2 separate regions of the Mus musculus genome follow, and region 2 is linked to region 1. A link is a contact called in public promoter capture Hi-C data. All regions are on one chromosome and are shown on one strand. Each heading gives the region's core, a stretch centred on a gene start, on an enhancer-like site or on the middle of the called end of the contact. The rest is flanking DNA. Distances are from core to core; before and after follow the strand shown.

Region 1 (4,716 bases), core at 1,170-3,669:
TCTCCTTGCCTTGCCCACCGTGACCAACTGAATGAACCTTTTGAAAGGATGCCAAAAATAATTTTTTTCCCCTTGAATTATTTCCGTCGGGTGTTTTTGGTCACAGCAATGGGAAAAGTAACTGGAGAAGTAGGGTCACTGCTGTAACTAAACTTGACAATGTGGTTCTTTGGCCTTTGGAACTGGTTTCCAGGAGGGGTTTGGAAAATGACACCATAATTATTAAAAGAGCTTGGTGCTGGCATTGAAACAGACACTCTGGCAGTGGATCCAAATATATGTGGAAATTTAATATGTGATATTACAAACTGGATGGGGAAAAAAGCTTTTTAATAAATGGTATTGGCATTGCTGTTTGAAAATAAAATAAAACTGGCTTGTTCATTAGCTCCAAAAACCAAAACAAATCTCAAAAAAGATCTGAGATTTAAATGGAAAAGAATTCTACTGATGTACTCAAAAAGGAAAACATGGTTTTTAAAAAATGTGTGGAGGAAGATTTTTAAAAAATACAACCTAAACCCCAGAATCAATAGAAAAAATAATTTAAATTGGGCTGGAACTTTGTAAATCTCCATGGGGAAATAATCCTTAAAAGTAAAATATTAAGAACTATTTCTGGTTTACTCTCCAAATAGCATTATTTACTTTGTTTCCCACATCCATCTATAATTTCTTAAAACACGCCTATAGTGACATATCAGGGGAAACAAAGCGGCATTTTAAATCCTCTTATGAAGTATGAGAGTTAATGTTATGGTCAAATGCCTGAGTTAATAGATCCCTTAATAAGTAGCCAAATACTGTTAGTTGTATGTTTCTGAGAGATGAGCATTTGAGTTGGTGAACTCAGTAAGTGCCCACTTACTGGAATTTAGGGTCAGAAAGCTACACGTGGGACTTGCCATAAGTGGAAATTAGTGCAGTGGAAAACTTATTAAGAGTTATGATGGCCTAAGTCTAGCCTCAGTTCTGCTTCCTCAAGTGAAGGGTTCTCACTTCCTCAGTGTTGGTCCTTGCTTTATTTTCTCTTGAGGAAGCAATGTTTCTGCTATGCCTTACAGGTTAGGTGAGTCCCACAGTCCATGGCTGTTTTATCTTCCTGCTTTGATGTATTTGTTTTTTCATGGCTGCTGAAAGGAAGTACTACAAACTTTTGATTTCAAACAGAAACTTGAGTCTGGTGAGGTAACTTATATTCTTGTCTTTCAGGACACCTTAAAACTCTGAAAATTTCTGGCCATCCAGAGCTACAGGATGAGTTCCAGGACTGCTTCAGCTATAGAGTTGAGCCTTTATCTCAAATCATAAAGAATAATGAATGAGATGAAACAGAACTTTGTTATATTCAAGTTCTGGAGGCAAGAAACCCAAAAGCAATTTCACTGGCCCAAATCCAAGTGTTTTGGGGGCTGCTGAATAGGCTAGGAGAGATTTCCCTCCTTATCTCTTCCAGTTTCGAAGACTACTGACTTTATTTTTTTTAGTGACCTTACTGGAATCACTGCCTTCCGCTTATTGAGTCTACAGTCAATTGCATTTAGGGCCCATCCTAATAACCTAGGCTAAGTTCCATCTCAAAACCCTTAGCTTATTCCACATAGGCTCTGATACCACATAAAGTAGCATTTGCAGGCTACACGGGATTAAGTCCTGACATCTCAGTGGCCCATGATTTGACGTACTGTCCCTCAGAGTTATTCTAAGGAGCAAATCTGCTCGTGCACTTTTTAGGCTGAGTACAGCATCTGACAGAAAAGTCCTGCGGTCTCTAACAACGCCTACCCACAGGGCTGCTGCTGCGTTCGAACAAGGCTCGGGTATAAAATCTGTAGTTTCAAGAGGGTTAAAGGATTAAGTAAAAGCCCGGCAGTGGTGGCGCATGCCTTTAATCCCAGCACTAGGGAGGTACGGATCTCAAAAGTTCTCGGAGTTCAAAGCCAGCCTAGTCTATAGTGCGAGTTCCAGGACAGTCAAGGCGACAGAGAAACCTGTCTCAAAAAAGTAAAAAAATGTGGCCTGTTAACAGACCTTGCCATTAGTATTTGCATATTCTTCTTTGCAGGAAGTCTTGCATCCGTTTACCTTGCTTTTCAAATACCTCTGGGCGGACTTCTCTACCTGGAAGTCCTTCCCACCAATCTAGCGCTCCGCCTACCCAACTTGGCATCTTCCCTAGGGCTTTGGGAAGCATCCAGGCCTCTGAGGTCTGTTCTCACTCTTGCCTGTCAAAATAGAGATAATTCCACCCGATTACACCTATTTTCCAAACTTTTTGGTTATCGTCACAACAGAACTATGTTAAATAATCCAGAGAGAGGTGTTTTCCTATATTCGGCTGGAAAACGGATGTGCAAATGGTTGAATTTAGACAGGCATCACGTGAGACAGCCCAAGAGCGGAGCGTCGGGTCCTTCACTCTAGGGTCGCTGAGGCCCCGCATGTGGCGCAGGCGCAGTGTCCACGACTCGCCATGCCGACTGTCAGCGTAAAGCGAGACCTGCTCTTCCAAGCCCTGGGCCGGACCTACAGTGAGTGCCCGCCCCGTGGCTTGGGCTCGGTGCCTGGGGAAGTCTGCTCGCCCTGCAGAAGAACGTGCTGGCGGCGTTCATGCCGCTACGTGGGGTTTGGCCCGGCACGGCCAGAGTCCTCAGGGGCGCGCTGCTGGGCGAGGAGACTCGGCTGCGCTGAAGTAGCTTCTCGGAACCAGCTCCGCGGTGGCTCCGTTGCATCATCAGCGCGTGTCGGGCTCTCCGTGTCATTCATTTAGAGACCGAGCTCCAACTCCGTGCCCAGCACGGACTTTGGTGTCGGGACACAGACGAGGAAACGTACCCTGGGTTCCATCACAACTGTAGGCTGTGGAACCAGATTGACAGCGAAGGGGAGACGTTTAAGAAAGATGCGGGTCTCACTATGTAGCCCAGGCTGTTTTCGAACTGTCGGTCTTCTTGCCTCAGTTTCTGAGTGCTGGGATAACAAGCGTGTGCCACCAAGCCCGGCATTGGCTTTATTTTAGTGTTGACCAGGCTCCAGAAGTGTGTCAGGCAGTGTTTGGGAGTAGAGCTGTGCACATGACACATACATGAGAAAAATAACAAACCATGATGTTAGTAAAACGGTTTATTGGACATGCTAAATGTTTCTGGGAAAGGAAACCAGGTTTTGTGCAGGGGTAGCATTTGATAGTTAACATTGATTTGACCCCTAAATGGAATCACTTCTATGGGCTTAGCATTCATGACACACTTCCCTCTTTCTCAGTTCTAAAACTAAACCATTGTGGGGGGGGGGGGAAGGGAGGTAAATATTAGTCAAATTATCATTTCCAACACAGATGTAGTAAGTTGAAATGGTATCAGCCTCACCCTGTAGTTATCAGCTTCTATAAAGGTCAGAGCGAGTGTTTTATGAGAGCCTCCTTGTTTTTGAGTATTAGAGGCCAAAATTAGAGGACAAAATGGAGCAGGTTCATAACACCACAGTACTGATGTCGTACAAGTAAACTTTTAAGATTTTTTTTTCCTAAGGATGGACTTTAGATATTACTCACCCCCTGTGTTTGTCGGATTTTGTCGTTGTTCTTTTGGAGACAGAACCTTATTCTGAAGTCCAGGCTGACTCTAAACTTGTGGCAATCCTCCTGACTCAGTCTCCCAAGTGATACAATTATAGTTGTGACCAAGGCCTTAGAAACAGGAAATCGCTTTGCTTTTGGAATGTGGTTTTAATTTCCTAACCAGTTTCCCTTATATAGTAAGCTTATTAATATACCTCACTTGCCCTGTTACTCTAAATCATATTCTCTCTCCTGGTGGTCACTGTCTCTGAAGTTCATATGATGGTGTGTGGCAAGATGAACAACTTGGAATCAGTTCCTAGTCAGACCCTTATCTATGGAAAAGTACCAGATTGTCCAAATTTTAAAAGACAATGAGGCTTATGACCTGCTCGCAATCATCAGATAATGTTTTAATACATTCCCTGGCTGTTTCCTTTTCCTTCCACTTTAAAATGGTGAGTGATCCAACAAGCTTGGTTTCCCCACACCGACTGTGAACTGTAGGCTCTTTTGAAATTCTTTCATACCTATTGATGGTATTTAAGGTATACACCAGATGGGTTAGTACTAATCTTCATTGTTTCTCTTGCCTTCTTTCTTGAAATCTTTTTAAATGTCAGCTCAGTGGTGGTTGGAGTTGGAAAAGGCTATTCACCAGAACAGGTAGTTTCCAAATGAAGTGTGGGTGTCATTTGTTTTTTGTTTTTTTTTTTGTTTTTTTCCATTTTTGTTTGCCTCTTTCTCTTTTTTTGTGCTCTTACATGTCACCTTATTGAGCCCTCTAGGGCTGCTGCCCATCTGAACCCCACTGTCATTTCCAGCTGCCGTCACCTTCCATTTCTCTTGGCAGTTTTTGTTGCCCAGGGCATTTCCTTTCCCCTGTTGCCCTTGGCGCAGCTCTGTCTTCCTAATCCTCCTTGCGATTGCCTTTCTGTTCAGTTGTGTTCTTGTTACTTACTTTTTGTTTGTTCTTTGATATTCATTTTCTTGTGAACTGGTTTCTGATTGCTCTTCAGCCTGGGCCCTGTTCTAGCTTGGTACAGTAAGTACTGTCAGAGCCACCTGTGTGCCACACAGGTTTTTAGGTTTACCATTTTATTGTAGGGACTTATTCATGGTTTTACTTTTGCTTCTTTCTTTCATTTAAGTTTTAA
Region 2 (4,716 bases), core at 1,518-4,017, 4.2 Mb before region 1:
AGTCAAGAGCAATACAGCACCACACACAGTACAAATGCCACTGTGCTGAGACAGAGGTATTCTGTAAACTTAAGGTTAAAGCAATATAGATGTCTTCATCATCGATTTAAAAAACAAACAAACAAATAAAACCAGAAACATACTCTATACCTTATGAGTATACTCCTTGGGGACTGCTTAGTGCGCTAAGCATAGTTGGACTATGACTCTCAACTAGTTTATTTCATTCTTTTTGCCCAAATGTCTGCTTTTTGAGGAACTGACACATACAGATGGCTTAAAGACTAAGAAAACAGAGACAAAGAGAAAATTTTACTTACAAATGTGAAACAACAGGCTTGCTATTTGGCACTATCTGCTTCTGTGCTTCATATTAACTCCTTAAATTGCTCCGATGCACATGTGCTAGGGTGAGAGCCACTTTTATCCCTGCGGGAGGAGAACAGCGACTGAGAAACTAGATGATACCGTTGTTAGGGACTTAGCTAGAAAATCTTTAAATAAAAGCCACAAAGATTTACAACTTTACACTAATAAACAAAGAATTTCAAAAGTACCAAATTTTGATGTCTTAGAACAGACAGTCACCATGTAAGGCAGCAGCTCTCAACCCGAGGGTCTCGACCCCTATGGTTGTTGAGTGACTACCACAGTGGTTGGACACTTTTGTGATATTTATAATACAATTCATGACAATAGCAAAATTGCAGTTATGAACTAACAACAGTAATAATTTTATAGTTGGTTACCACAAAATGAGGACTGTATTAAGACAATACTACTGCCTCAGTTTTTAGATTGTATGTTTCAATAAAACAGAGGAGGACCTAATTATTTTTTCTTTCTCATTAAAACTATGGTACTTTGGGTATTCTTTGGTAACAAATAAACTTAATTTGGGGCTAAGGTTTTACTCCCACGTCTTTGGTCATTACATGCTTGTTGTATACCTTGAGATAAATCTCCTTCAGACTCCTATCTGATACCACAGCTCCACTTTCTAGGCCACACCCAAACATCCGCAATGTTTTCCAATTTCATCGGGGTCCCGTACATTACACTCAATTTCTTCTTTAGGTTGGCTTTCATTTTTAAAAACACAAATCTATTTTTAAGGGACTATTTACCCTTAATTAATATTCACTACCTTTGAACCATAAACTTGCTGTACGCATATAAACATATGTAACAAAACCAAAACTATTTAAAAAAATTAAGTCGCAGTGAATCAAAGGTCTAATCTAAGAACTGCTGAAGCTCTGAGTCAAAACCTTGAAGATACACAGGCACAGGCAAGGACTTTCTGCAAAGGGCTCCGAGAGGCTGAGGAAACACCAGCAAGAACTGGCATCATGTAACATACAAACTTTCTGTAGAAATTAAGAGTAGAGAGATTCTACGGGATCTTTGTTGGGTAGTCATATGGCAGGGGGCTCACATCTAGAATTATATAAACAACCCAAAAACCTACTAAAGGGACCCCCCCCCCCCGTATCTATTAACAACAAAAATGTCACAACAGCAAGGAGAGAGTAACAGAAGAAACTTTGTAAATCTAAAATGAGGCAGCCCTATCAGACAGGAAGAGAGCTAACACAGTTCCTTCCAGTAGTTCAGTAAAAAAACATGTACTCAGAGACACCACTGAGGAGCTATCTCAATTCACAGGTCCTCGAAACCAAAAATTAGACAACCCGTTATCCACATATAAACACACATACACACCCCTCCTCAAGCAATCTAGTTGCGCTCAGAATACTAAATAGGGCTCAATGGTCCTACTTTCCCTAAAGGTTTTTCTTTGGGGAATCTCATTAGTAGCCAAAGCGACTGAGGGAGAAAGGAATGTTTCTCACCTGGGAAAAAGGGCATCCCCATTCACTGGCTCCCCGTGGGAGGCCTGCTTAGCATTATTGGGCACAAGTTTTAGTCTTCTGGAATTAGAGAGCACCACCAATTCAGAGACAGCGTTGCTCTTCCCAGAAAATGCGTCCTGCTCCTGAGCTAGTGGGACTGGGACGCTGGTTTGTTTGTTTGTTTCTTGTTTTTGTTTGCTTGTTTGTTTTGCAATGACAAGTTTTTAGCAAATGGAGGTCAGGGGCTATGGGGGACCTGGACCCCAGCTTAGCGTGGGGTGCGGGGGTATAGCCCGCAACGCCTCCAGCGAGCAAGGATGCTATGGCCAGCCCGGGGTCTCCCAAAGGCCTTTAGTTATACGGATTTTACACAAAACAAAGAGTTACTTTTAAACGCGACAGACTCAAGGTCAAACTGCGAGGTGCTTGGGCCCGTGGAAGAGATGCCCGAAAAAGCCCAGATCCAAACTCACAGGCTTCCTTCCGTTTCCTAACCCCAAACTAATAGGTGTTTTTCGTTTTGTCAGTAAAATTCGATTTTTGTTTCACAGAACAAGATGCGGAGGTAGAAACGGTGAAGAAGCCGGTCCCAAATATTTACAGGGCAGGGACCTGATGACGGGCCAAGGCCGGGGCCGCTCCGCCCAGTCTGGAGAGGGGTGTCACTGCCGCGGCGCTAGGCCCGGAGTCCTGCTTGGGGAGACTAGAGCACTCACCCTGGGCCTGCTGGAGAGTCCCCGGAGAGAGGGTCGCCGCCCGCCGGCTCCGGGGCACTCGGGTGAGCGCTCGCAGAGGCCGTTGACCGAGCGCACCGAGGCGCCCGGGCAAAGAAGCGGCGGAGCGGCCGCGACGGGCCGGGACAGACGCGAGAACGGCCAGGACTGACCCCTTCCAGGAGCCGTAGCGGAAGTAGGTTTCTGGTCATGTGACGAGAGAAGGGCGGATGTTGCATGCAGGCTCCTGAGACGTCGACGCGGAGCCATTTTTGTCGTGGGCAAAGTACTTCCGTCTCAGGTGATTCCTGTTGAGGGGGTTTCTAGACTTTGCGATCTTTAAGAACCTTGCGTTTGCAGGTAAACTGGTAACCTGTTTTAAAGGAACGCCTGAATAAAAATTCTTATGGTGGCCCGCGAATTTGCATATATAACTAAATATTGGAAGTAATTCTTCAGCAGTCTAATTGTGATTTCCCTAAAACTTACAAATTAAGAATCCGAGAAAAGGGGAAGCTGAATTGGGTTTCAAGATAGTAGGGGTCAGAAATCTCTTTCAAATCTAAACACCCAACTTGTGGCTCCCCTCTGGAAGGCAAGAACCATACTTGCTCATAGAAGGATAGACGGGAAGCCAAATCAGGAAATACGACGTGTGCCTCTATTTTCATAACCTAGCAACTTCACCCACTGTTTCTCATCCTTGGTGACAACCAACCAGGGTTAAAGAATTTTTTTTTTTACAATCTGTTCCATATTATAGTTGAGCCTGGTGCCACACTCTTGAAATCCCAGTATTAGGGACTTAGGAGCTAGAAGCTATAGGATCAAGAGTTCCAGACCAGCCTCAGCTAAGTATTGAGTGGAAGGCCTGTGTCATTATCTATATCAAACATACACACTCTTTTTTTTTTAAACAGTAAACACCTTGATACTTTAAAAAAAAAGATTAATTTATTATTATATGTAAGTACACTGTAGCTTTCTTTGGACACACCAGATGAGGGCGTCAGATCTCATTACGGATGGTTGTGAGCCACCACGTGATTGCTGGGATTTGAACTCAGGACCTTTGGAAGAACTCTTAACCACTGAGCCATCTCTCCAGGCCCATACATGCTCTTTTTCTTGTGGTTATTTCCTACTAATAGAGTCTAACATGTTTATATTGGTTTAAATATATGTAATCTAGAAACAGTTTTAAGTGTTTGTGAGGATGTGCATAGGTTATCTGCAACCATCAATTTTATATAAGAGACATAAGCTTGTGGATATGAGCTGTGATTCTAGAACAAATTTCTCACTCCCTTGTGCAAAGGAAGAGTATTTACTCAAGTGATATAGTCTTGAATCTAAAAATACTTCCAAAGTCAATCTTTGGCTCATTCTTATAACTACAGTTCTAAGGAACCAGAAGTAAGAGGGTGGGAGGATTGCCAGCACTACACAATGAACCCTGACTCAAAACAACAACAAAAACCCAAACAAAGAAAATCTCAGATGATCCCCCAGAAGTGTTATTTTCCTTCAAAATAATGTGTCAAACTTTCTGAATTTCATTCTTGTGTGTCCTTCCTAATATTGGTTTAAGATAAGCAAAATTTCCCTTTACCTTCTGAAGGTCTCAGTGAGACCCCAATTAAATTGGCATAAAACAGCAGGTGAACAGAATGGAAGCATACACTTTTAATTAGTAATTTTTGCTTGTATGTTGGAATATTGAAAAATGAAGACACAAAGAAGTTCTTAGGATCTATAATCTGTATCAGAAGCTGACCATTGTAGTAAATTGTAAAAATGTGAGAAGACACTTTTTAAGTGTCTTTGTCTCAAAATAATCTTTATTTCAAAGGGGCCTACTGTGGGTGGTGTGTCCTGCTAATTTATAGTGACAAGTAATCCTCCTTTACGGACAGATTAAATAACATTATCCTGTCATTCCAAGTCAAGGCCTTTGGGGGTAAGTATGGATAAGCTAGGTAAGCCATACATTATCAAGACTTTTAAATGTGTTCTCTCCCTCTCACTCATCCCTCTTTCTCACCCCTCTTCCTCTCCCTCTCCTTTTTTCCCCTTCTCTCTCCTTTCTCTCTCTTATCCCTCCCTTTCCCCATGGCAACTTCCTTGTCCTCAGTCCTTGGCACCAG

What was found. Promoter capture Hi-C pulls out the DNA fragments that hold promoters and counts their contacts.
Region 2: a promoter capture Hi-C map of pre-B cells shows a contact between it and region 1. The contact joins the promoter of Mff here to the promoter of Farsb in region 1.

What each region holds. Positions count from the first base shown.
Region 1 is chr1:78,486,600-78,491,315 of GRCm38.p6, reverse strand. Farsb (phenylalanyl-tRNA synthetase, beta subunit) reads left to right here and starts at 2,419. Exons shown (of 17, transcript NM_011811.4): 1 at 2,419-2,531. The coding sequence starts at 2,474.
Region 2 is chr1:82,722,941-82,727,656 of GRCm38.p6, reverse strand. It overlaps Mff (mitochondrial fission factor), which reads right to left and starts at 2,767. Exons shown (of 9, transcript NM_029409.3): 1 at 2,573-2,767; 2 at 321-429. It overlaps C430014B12Rik (a long non-coding RNA gene), which reads left to right and starts at 1,736. Exons shown (of 4, transcript XR_865578.3): 1 at 1,736-2,870.